Linked DNA regions of Gadus morhua: region 1 is linked to region 2. The links are chromatin contacts, called in public Hi-C maps. All regions are on one chromosome and are shown on one strand. The core of a region is the stretch at or near the end of the contact, and the rest is flanking DNA. Distances in the headings are between cores, read along the strand shown. Region 1 holds the start of cd276 (CD276 molecule). Region 2 holds the start of LOC115559305 (secretory carrier-associated membrane protein 5).

The links. Hi-C and Micro-C count contacts between places; a contact is called where the count stands out from the background.
Region 1: a contact with region 2 is called in a Hi-C map of gonad, with 4 times the contacts expected there. The contact joins the promoter of cd276 here to the promoter of LOC115559305 in region 2. A contact is called at or near these places in 2 of 6 Hi-C or Micro-C datasets (gonad and heart).

Annotation. Positions count from the first base shown.
Region 1 is chr14:23,951,716-23,957,190 of gadMor3.0, forward strand. It overlaps cd276 (CD276 molecule), which reads right to left and starts at 3,179. Exons shown (of 8, transcript XM_030376522.1): 1 at 2,873-3,179. The coding sequence starts at 2,909. LOC115558416 (ubiquitin-like protein 7) reads left to right here and starts at 3,617. Exons shown (of 11, transcript XM_030376516.1): 1 at 3,617-3,717; 2 at 4,125-4,305; 3 at 4,682-4,801; 4 at 4,882-4,967; 5 at 5,258-5,342; 6 at 5,456-5,475. The coding sequence starts at 3,694.
Region 2 is chr14:23,679,498-23,685,253 of gadMor3.0, forward strand. LOC115559305 (secretory carrier-associated membrane protein 5) reads left to right here and starts at 2,079. Exons shown (of 7, transcript XM_030378116.1): 1 at 2,079-2,323; 2 at 2,781-2,839; 3 at 2,948-3,067; 4 at 5,457-5,613. The coding sequence starts at 2,833.

The DNA.
Region 1 (5,475 bases), core at 1,929-4,428, 270 kb after region 2:
GATTATGATTAATTGGTTGTTTCGTGCAGAACAAGAGTGGAATCATATCAAATGAGGAACAAACAGCTCCGGAAATGAATCACCATTCCATACTCATACACAGACAGTGTCAGGACACACATTCTCCGACAACTGTTGCGACTCCCATACTCCCAGTGGAATTAAGAACAGTGTTGTGATTGACAAGTGATTGAAATCATATGGCCAGCCATACATCTCTGTGTAGATTCTCTTTTGGATGGGATGTTTCATCAGAGATGAGGAACTCATTAAAATGGAGGTCTGTCTGTCACTCATTCTCGTCTGTCCCCGTTTGTCTTTCTATCCGTTTATTTGCCTGCTTCTTCTCAACTCCCTATTCTAGGCATACCTGGGGGCAAGTGCGTGCGTGCGTGCGTGCGTGCGTGTGCGCATGCGTGTGCGTGCTTGTATGCATGTGTGTGTGTGTCTGCGTGTGTGAGAGTATAGTGATGCTCCTCAAGGTCAACATGAAGATAAGACTATAAATAAGACACAGAGGGTAGAAAATAGAGATGGGCGGTTAATGTCACTTCGGTATAAAATCCATAATAATAGCAACATAAAATCACATGGCACACATTTGGGCCATCTGCTTTTACAGCTGAGGGGCCTATCAAACGCTTCCAAAGTGGGACTCGAGAGATTGCTCCAAGATGCTGGAGAGAGATATCTGGGGAATGCTTCTGCATTGTCACAGCGCCCCCATGGGGGTGTAGAGTCGTCGTGTGTAACATCCACCTATGCCAAATGCTAATCATATCCAATTATATATATATTTTTATGCCTGATAATACCTATAATGACGAATGGCAGTACCCAAGGCCATCGCATCTTTCTTAAACCTGTTTCTCTCAGAAATGCTCAACAAGACTCCCTTGATCAACTGTTAAAACAACTTTCATCTTGGTATCATCAACAATTCCTCAAAATAATGCTCTTTGTCTTTGGTTACAGATCAGCACTAAACCACACCCACATTTTCTTTCTCTTGTGTTTTTTATCCACAGGCCACAATAAAGAGGATGAGGGTAGAAGAAGGAGAAGAACTTTGTCACAGAACAGCAACAACTTGCTTTCTCTTCACTCTCAGGAGCTCTTCCATTAAGAGACGCTGTCTGCCAATGAGGCTTTGGACTTGCTGGTTTACCAGCTCAGCGTTCTTGCCCTGTTACAATACCAGCACACACACATTTACCGTAAAAGGCATGGAAATTTGAGAAAGTTGCAGGCGCACATGTAGTGAAGATGAGTCATCCTCAATCTTAAAGACTTTTCCTGAAAAGTTCCAGATATTGAGTGCTATTTTATTTAACACAGGACAAGAGGTATGCCACATTGGCTGAGTTTCCCCTCCGCTAGACCAGACTGTGTATAGTCTGTATAATCTGTGCTGGGCGGACACCGGGAAGCCATCAAAGTATGTTGTTTTTTCACAGTGTGAGTCAAGGTACTTTCTCTGACCTGTTCCAATAGGAAAGTCCCAACTTGTTTCCACTTCTATTTGTTGAAAGAGTGGAAGTTCTTCTCTTTGTCCCTCCATGTGACTGGCCAGATGACCACAACATTAGGGGAACTGGAATTGTTCACTGATAAAAAGGTAAAAACTAGCAGGAGAAGGTTTTGGCTACAATTTAAATAAAACATGGCCAATTAACTCCCTATTAACTAATTAATTAACGGCAGCTATCCATATTTTTACAATAAACCAATAATGTGCGTGTACTTTACTCTGACAATAAGCCTTCATTAAGCTGTATTATGAAATAACTCAATCCATATCTAGCTTTCACTCAACCTTCTTAATTAAAAATCTAAACCCCAGGGGTTGATTTTGGTTGCCCTCAGAAGTTTTCCAAAATAGTTTTAAACATTTGACAAAAAAAGCAGTTTGACAATCTTTCATTGTTCCATGTAGGCTACGATTCCAGATTATGTCTCCAGTTTACTTTCGACATAATACTAGGCTACACTTTATAAATTTGCCGCCCCATTTCTTTCAGGTCAAATGCTTCAGGCCTAATTTACATCTTTGTGTGTACATGTTGGTGCGTGTGGAGGACTAAGCTCACTTCCTGTCTGCATCTCTTAATAGCTCTTACTTCCTGTCTCACTGGGATATGTAGCAAAGCGTGAGGCGGGGTAATAATATTGATCAGAAAGACATGCCACGTGCCAACGTAATAAAGAGAGGGTTAAGGTGGTGACCACAGCACAGCCTGCTGTGTGTTGTGTTGTGTTGTGTTTGTGTGCGTGCGTGCGTGCGTCTGTCTGTCTGTCTGTGGCTATGTTTACATCTGTAAAATATGATATGTTTAAATAAATGCTAACATCCTAACACACATCTAACTAAATAAATACACTGACTTTTAGGGAATGTAATAATACTAATTAGAAATAGAAATACACATAATATTGAAACTAAAGTATATATAGTTATATAATACCAATAAACCACATTATTGGTTGTAGACCTATGCTGTAATGTGCCAATGACCATTGAAAGTAGCAAACCCAATATTTGTGGCAGTGGTTATGCTGTTGTACCAACTTTATGTGAAAGGTGGCGCAGTCCATTTCCTTCACCACGCAACAGCTGCATGGGAGGAAAATGGAAAAAAGGGATAACTGTGTTTTCCTAGGCCCTATCATTGAGCGAACCATTAAGTCAATTAATGATAAGCTTTCGATAGAAAACCGCTGTTTTAGGCTTACTTCACAGAGTATCTCCCAGTTGTTGCCAGTCTGGGAAATCCCTGTTTATGTTTGCTATACTGTTACTGGGGAAATACAGATTTGATCATCGCATTTAATATACTCGTGCTCAGAGTTAAGTGTAATATATCAAGCTTACCATGATAGAGGAGCAAAAGTTTTGGATCAGCAACCATCCAGCGGCAGTGATACTTGCGGTTGATCTTATTTTGGGGAACAGTTCATTCCCAGCAACGTGTCACTCTCAACACTTCTCTGACCGAAGCCAACAGCCGGGATATCCAAAATGGGATCTAAAGTGTGCAACTACTCCGGTTGTCTACTTATCTGCCCCAATGTACCACTCTTTATTTCCTATCGTTTGGTTTTGGATCGTCCCTGTGAAACCACTCCTTGCCGCTTTGTCCAGCGGTGATGTCATGAGGAGGGGCGGGGGTCCACCAGCCCGACCCCGCAATTAACCATTTATGTCGCGTCTGCTAAAATCATATCTTCTGTGCGTGTGCATGTATGTCTGTGTGTTTGTTTGCTGAATGTTTGCATGTGTGTGTGTTTTTTTCAGTCGCCTCATGCATTAAGATGCATATGGTTCATTCATATAGGCCTAATTTAAAATCAGTGTTATCCAACAGGTTTTAATTCGTTCTTCAACCAGGGACGTAACTGTGGTTGTTCTTTATGTGATGATTAATTTCCATATATCTTAATTTAAAGAGTTTAACATTATGATTTGGTGAGTATGTGTTTGTTTGTGTGGGTCGGGGTCTGTGTGAACGTTGAACGTATTTATAAATCGTTGTACGTATTTATTTATCGTAATGTATTTTCTGATTTGGCTTAATTGTCTGTAATATAAAAAAAAATGTAACATGAAAATAAGAAATTAGCGAATAAACATGATCGGTTTTGGCTGAGCTGATCACGTGTCTCGGTGCTTTGGACCACGTGATAAACCCAGAAATGAACGACGTCAACACAACACTGGTGAGTAGCGATACAACCTCGCTATAACTCCCTAGTATTGTTGGCGTCTGCATGTTTTGGTGAGTGGGGTGGTGTTATTTAGCGGTTCGTGTTGTGTACCATCCAGCCAACCAGCCATTATTTAAAAAAATAAAAGAGCACACATCTAATAGCAATAACACAAACAATGTACTGTTTAATATACATAATAACAGACACATGTTGTAACATCACTGTTTGATATATATATATATATTCATGTACACCATCATGTCGGTGGCATAACAGATTGTTCTAGTATGGAGTACTTCCTAAACGGGGCAAGATGAAGCCCCCTCCCCCTGAACCGGCGATCGGGGGTCCCCGACTCTATAGCTGCTTAACACTGGTCGGTTTTTTGACCACGGTCCCTCCGTGTCGCCACCCAGGTGGAGATGACTTCAGTGGACTGGCAGCTGTCGCTGAAGGTGGTGGATCAGCCCAAATCCACCTTCCACTTCCCCGAGATGATGCCCGGGGACGTGCCCCCCGGGGAGTACCGGGTCGCCACCCTGAAGCAGCTGGTGGCCGCCCAGCTCCCGGACTCCGTCAACGACCCCGACCTGATAGGTCAGTTCAACAACCCGCCCAGTAGAGCTAATACTCGTGTAGGTAGTAGACCTACACAAACGATGCTGGTCTTTCTAACCTGCAGCATCTAGTGTTGTTTGGTTGTTTCATTAATTCCTGTCGTTGTCATTAATACATGGTCTGTTCAACTCTTTGAGACTGTACCTGTGATTAAGGGCTATACAAAATAAATAAAATTCAATTTAAATGAAAATTGTAATCATCACCTGCCCTTAAAACAGTTGATTATCTAAATTCGAAAGGTTTGTTAACGCCAGCATTACCATGCAGTTGAGCTGTATGTTGCCATATGTTGTTATGTCCTGCAGTTAGCTTTACCTGCTAAATTAGCTTGTTTTACCTTGTGGTTTCCTAGAGCTTGTCCACTGTGGTCGCAAACTGAAAGACGACCTAACGTTGGACGCTTATGGAATTCAACCAAAGTCGACCCTTCACATTCTCAAAAAGACTTGGCCAGAGACTGACTGTAACCCAGGTATGTCGCTTGAGATGTTGCATATAGTTTGCAGTGTGCAGGGCAGTGTTACTCTAAACGTGTCTCCTGATTGCCCTCAGAGCCTGTGAACCGGGCCACGGCAGCGAGAGAGTTCAGAGTCTTCCACGCGGCTCTGCACTCTGTCAACACGGCCTACAGAGACTCTGTGAGTACCATCATGGATATGCATTATTGTGACTGCGAGTATAGTACTCTGCACTATTATTCAAGGCTTGGTTAAGGTACTCCCACAATACTGTGTGATTTGACCTAGTTACATCTAGTTACAGATCAAACACTAGATAGAGTTGTTTGCGTGTTGTTTTTATAACCCACTTAGCAGCAAACCAATATTGACCATGTTGTGCTGTATTATTTGTATTGTGAAGAAGCAGAATGCAGCAATCTGCCCGCAGTAAGAAACAAGCATAGGTAAATCGTGTTCCCCCTTCCCAGGTGACTAAAATGCTGACCAATAAGGAGTCTCTGGACCAGATCATCGTGGCCACCCCGGGCCTTAAGTCGGATGCGGTGGCTCTGGGTAAGAGCACGTGGTTCCTGCTTGGCCTTTGGAACGTCATGAGATGGGGTTTCTCTCACAATGCTAGAATCAAGTCCTTTGTTTCATCACATGTCTGGCGCGTGTTTTCGCAGGGGTTCTGCAAGACAAGGAT
Region 2 (5,756 bases), core at 829-3,328:
ACACAAGGCGAGTATTGGTGCAGGAATACATAGGCAGGAATCCCATTTTCAAAACATTTAAGGACAATCTTTAGTTTAAAAGAATCATAAAAAGTGGCTGGGAAAGAGCTAAATAAATGCAGTCTCATCGCTGCCACACGCATACACACCCAAACACACACACATACAAACGTACGCACACACATGCACGTACACAAATGCACACACACACACACACACACACACACACACACACACGCAGAATGATATTGAGGTAGCATGATATGGTGATGTCGGAGCATAATATCAGTTCAGGTAACATATTTCAAGTTTCATTACTTGTCAAGAGCAGAGGCCGGAGTCTATTAAATTGCCCCAACAAACCATGGCCTATGACCACCGTATAATCCCTTCACCTTGGGAGAACTGTAAAATTGCAAATGTTTCCATCCTCATGGTCACGCGACATGAACAGCGTCCGTGTATCTGATCAATGATTACCTCCTGTATAAACACCCACCACCGATAGATTCAATCAATACATTAATAAGTGGCAACTTGCTGTGGGCGATGTATGCTCTTATTGTTATGCTCTGTTCCGCTTTTGTGTGGCTACATCCAAAGGTAGGAGGTTTGAGGGTCAAGAGTGTGCTACAAGGAGTATATTGAATGTATTTTATATTATGTTGAAGCTTTCTTTTATTTCCCTCTTTCATTCTCTTGCTTTCAGTTCCTTCTGAGAAAGACTTCACAATGCGAGCTTGTTAAAAACAAAAAGACAGGAGCAACTGTATGGTAAAATCAATTAGAATGTGGTATTATTATTGGTCTTATACTTTAAATCTAACATAGGCCGAAGCATATTTACTGGTAACTATATGCATTAATTCAATTCAGTCTAGAAGTGATGAAATGATTTTAATGGTAGTTCGGTTATTTTGAAAGAAACATGGGGATTCCAGGGACAATGAAGTAGCCTAGTCCTTCTAGATAGTCCTTCTGGCAAGAGAATAAACAGTTTAAAAATAAAACCAGACTGTTGACCACCTTATACGTGTACGGTAGTCTCTCTTGTATTCATTTTACTCTGAAATAACTTGAATGGAACTTTAGCAGCACAACAGTCAGGTAGCTATTTAAAGCTCTAATAAACTACTTATTTTGTTTATTTAGGTAAAGCATTATAAAAAAATATGCATGCACATTAAAGCATGCAAGAAAATGTGCCGCACCCTACGCGCGCGTTTTCATTTTCCCTCTGGGCTAAGCCCCGGATGTTTATGGAACCCAGAAACTCGCCTGGGCCTAGTGTTGAGTCTAGTCTTTGCATCACAGCTAATTTTACTCTTCATGTGCGCACAGTTGTTTGAAAGGTTGTAATGGATGGATGCATTCAAAGTTAATACAAGTTCGATCCAAGAATATTCATAGGCCTCGATGTCTGAGCTGTAAATTAGTAAACTGAATAGTAAATATTGTATTATATTTTTGGTATGCCCAAGTTATGCTTGATAAATACAAATAGCCTTTCTTGATTCCCAGCCCACTATTAAGCCTATGCACAAATAAACATCTAATCATAAATCAATACAGCTATACAGAGAGATGCTTCAGACGGATCGTTTACGTGTTCTTTTTTTTTCACACGAAAATAAATACTTTAGCACCATCCTGTGACCAAAGCAGGATAGTGCATTTAGCTAAAAGCTATAGATGGAAAGGAAAACGACAAACATAAAATAGACCCTGCTCTACTCGAAGGTTTACTGCATACTTGATGACTGCAGCGGAGCTCATGAATGAATTTCCATCAATTACTTTCAATCCGCTTGGAGCTCTTGTCGTGACTTCAATGGTGGTGACTACACTGGCGGTGACGACTCTGCTGGTGACCATTCTGGTGGTGACTACTCTGCTGGTGACTACACTGGTGGTGTCTACACTGGTGGTGGTTACTTTGATGGTGCCTACACCGGTAGTGACTACTCTGGTGGTTTCCTACACCTGTGGTGGTGACTCCTCTGGTGGAGAGACCACTCTGGTTGCAACTACACTTTCAGCACCACGGACAGTGAAGCGACCGGTGATTGGATAGATATAAACATCACGGATTAGAGAAGGTTGCCGATTGGTCGAAACAACAACGACCAAAGCTTCGTCAACAATAGGTCGACCCCGGTCAACCAGAATGACATACCGAAGATAGAACACATCAACACATTAACGTCCTTTATCTTCCACTTCAAAGGAGCGGTCGGCCGCCCGGGGACATGCGGAGAGACGCTGCGCTCTAACCGGACCTGCACCAATCTCCATCGGACCTGCATCAGTGTGCGTGTGGAGGGTAAGCTGATTATCCCCCAGCGCAATCCGCTCCTCCTTGTTATGTGCTCGGGGTATGACGTTAAACAAATCAAACTTAGGAAGATTTTACGAGTTGTTTTTTTTTGCACGATATAAGACCCCTCTTACTATGTGTTGTTGCAGAATGTGCCACTGGCTTTTGTTCATGTTTCAATGGGAAATGCAGGATATGCATGGACAGGCCTACCTGTAGCCTAGTAGGCTACATTGAGACCCAAGGGATTTAGAGGCCCATGCCAATAGAGTGTCGGACATCCATATGTCTCCACGTCTAAGTCCCCCATGTAGCACATTCAGACGTTAGGCTGGTTATATCTCAGTCCCGCATGTAACACAGGGAGACGTGATGCCAGTTATTTCTGAACAATCTTCGGTCATGTAGAGCCCATACACTTTTAGGAGGGATGATCAAATGTTCCCATTCCTTCATCATGCAGGTTGAGAGGGTCGTGGTCAAATCATCACGTAACAAATCACCAGCGTTTCCAAATGGCAGGTATGACTATCACATCACAGCATTTAATTTGTCGCACAAATAGAATGTTCTTTTTTTGTTATCATTATTATTTTTCTAACGTAAACGACGGGCGTTTGTGTGCCCTAGAACCGAACTTCCCACCGTTGCCGGGGTTTATCCCTCTGAAGCCATGCTTCTACCAGGACTTTGAGGAGATCCCCGAGCAGAACCGCACCATGTGCAAGCGCATGTATCACCTGTGGATCAGTGAGTAGGCCACCAGCCACCATCATGTATATAAGAGGAGTCACACCAGCGATGTGGTTGATGCAGTCTGTGTAGTAGGCCGTGTAAAACTTGTCTCTAGTGGCCACTAGTTGTGTCACTGATCAAGGCTTTGTTAACTAGATTCTCTTCTTCTGTGAAACAGGGGGAAGTGATGTTCCTTCAAAGCTCTAGAATCAAATCAACCTTTATTGGAGTTCTATCATTATTATTGCCTACTCATATAAATGATTAATCACATTTAACCAGGGGTACAATTGATAGCAGATTATGTATGAAGTAATTCAAACTGATGACTGATTTCTTGTGGCAACGACTTTTGAAAAAAGTGGTGACATTTTTTAAACGCAATTTGAAGTAAGAGTTGAGTCTGGACAAATCTCAACGCACATTTTAATTTCTAAAATATGATAAAAAACCCAACAATGATCCTAATGTTAATATTGAAGTACCTTGATATATTGAGCCTAACTGATGGTGTCTAAGATACATGGTAACTCAGAAACGTGAAGAGCCCTCCATCACGTACATAGCTCCAGCAAACACTTATGACAGCCTCGTTAAGTAACAGCATGATGGATCTGTATTACGGTAAGACTTTAGAGATTTAACATTACAGTTTTTCTCAGACGCTTTGGTACATTTCTCAGATTAGAATTGAATTTCTCAAAACTACCTGTTTAATCTTCACATGTGATCATTGTGTCACTTGGGTACATCAAAAAAGCAGTTTTGCATTTCTTTGAACAAGTTGCAAATGCTTTGGTACATTCATTCAAATGATTATGTACAACTCTGCTCTTTATATTATCAATTGCTTATGTCATGTTGATCAAAATGTATTGTAATGGGTCTCTATTGAATAGTCTCACCCCCACAACAGTTAGGCATTAGTTCATTGCATAAGTCTTTACATGCAAAATGGTTGTACAAGTTGTCATGATGTGTCAAGCATATTTCTATACATTTACATTAGACTTTTTTGCTAAATCTGTCCTGAATTGGTAAATTGCTACCAGGTGAATCTTGACTTTCTCTAAAGAAGGGAAATGTGTGAAGTGTTAGATCAACCAACGATCAACCAGTTTACTGAAATAGCTCAAAGGTGCATCTCCTGAACCATGAACTGGCAAGTATATATATAGCTGGAGCACAACACAATGTTAAATTGTCTTACAATGGAAGGGCAAGGAATTGGACTGGGTCAACAGCCCGAGAGATGCAGAAGAGGAAGAGGAGTGAGGCTGCGTGATAATTTGTGGCCCAACACACAGGAACGTCAGGAGGTGTAGGAAGACAGCACCGTAATTCCTACAGCAATGCATGTACAGTTTACCCTAAGGAGATTTTCCTATGTTCACATTTCTAGCAATGACATGGTCTGTCAACAAATTACAGTACAAACAGTCAAAGCGTAAATGTGAATCTTGACCAGACTTTAGCAATCAATCTCCCACATACACTAAGGTGTAACTTACAATTTACAATACTTGTCTTCAAAACTTTAGCCATAGTTTACATCAGAACATCCCTCCAGAGTACAATGTTATATTGACAACATGACTAAGCAATTTCGACTGTCTTATCCGTACACAATGATAATTGTGCACTTACATGTTCATTGACACAGATATTTACTTTTGAGAAACGAACTAAGGATTTTGAGCAAGAGACTGGCTTTTGCATGAAATCCATGGTGTTTTGCTATTTGTATGAATTGTTTTGAGAAATGCACTTACTGTTTTGCAAATTTCAATTCTGATCTGAGAAATGTACCAAAGCGATTGAGAAAAACTATGATGTAACAAAGACAAAAAAACAATATTTACCATCACAAATATTTGGACTTAAACTTTTTTTCCCCTCCAAGCTGTCCCAAAGGCTTCATTCTGATGGCTCTGACCGTGAAACCTCAGAACTTTTTAGTGGATTATTCAAGTATCCAGACATCATGTTCTGTTTTAAATAGCCTCTGAATGGATAGTGTTTTTATAACAGACATTGTTTCTCTTTACAGATTCCAGTAAACGATTAAACCTAAGCAGGTACCTGTGGATAGTATTTGATTCTGGCTTTGATTGTTTTCTTCATTGTTTCACATTGGTTCCCTGTTTATGCATGTATTCCAGTTTCACTGTCTGAAGACATTGCATGGAAATTCCCTCTCTGCCTCTGTTTTGCTATCTCATATCTTAATGCATGTTTAGAACTAATTTCCTTATTTATTTATAATTAATCATTTATCTTTCATCCATTTAACTTCTACATTTCCTTTCCTGCATGTGGTTTCAGTAACGGCTTTTCATTTCTACCGTTTCCTTAGGGATCAGATTAGCGTGTATCCAATAATGACTTACTCGATGTGTTCCAGTGAACAGTGTTACCCTGGCGGTGAATCTGGTTGGCTGCTTCGCATGGATGTTCGCCGGAGGGGGCGTTACCAACTTCGGCCTTGCCATCATCTGGCTGTTGATGTTCACTCCCTGCTCCTATGTGTGCTGGTTCCGGCCCATCTACAAGGCCTTCAAGTAAAACCCATACTGAGCCATTAAGGACTGTTATTGCTATAGCTGTAACATCATTAATGTTCAGCATTGAGGAGTGTTCTTATAGAGCGTCTAAGAGTTGTTTTGTATAATTTGGCTTTTCCCCATAAAGGAAAACATGTCTA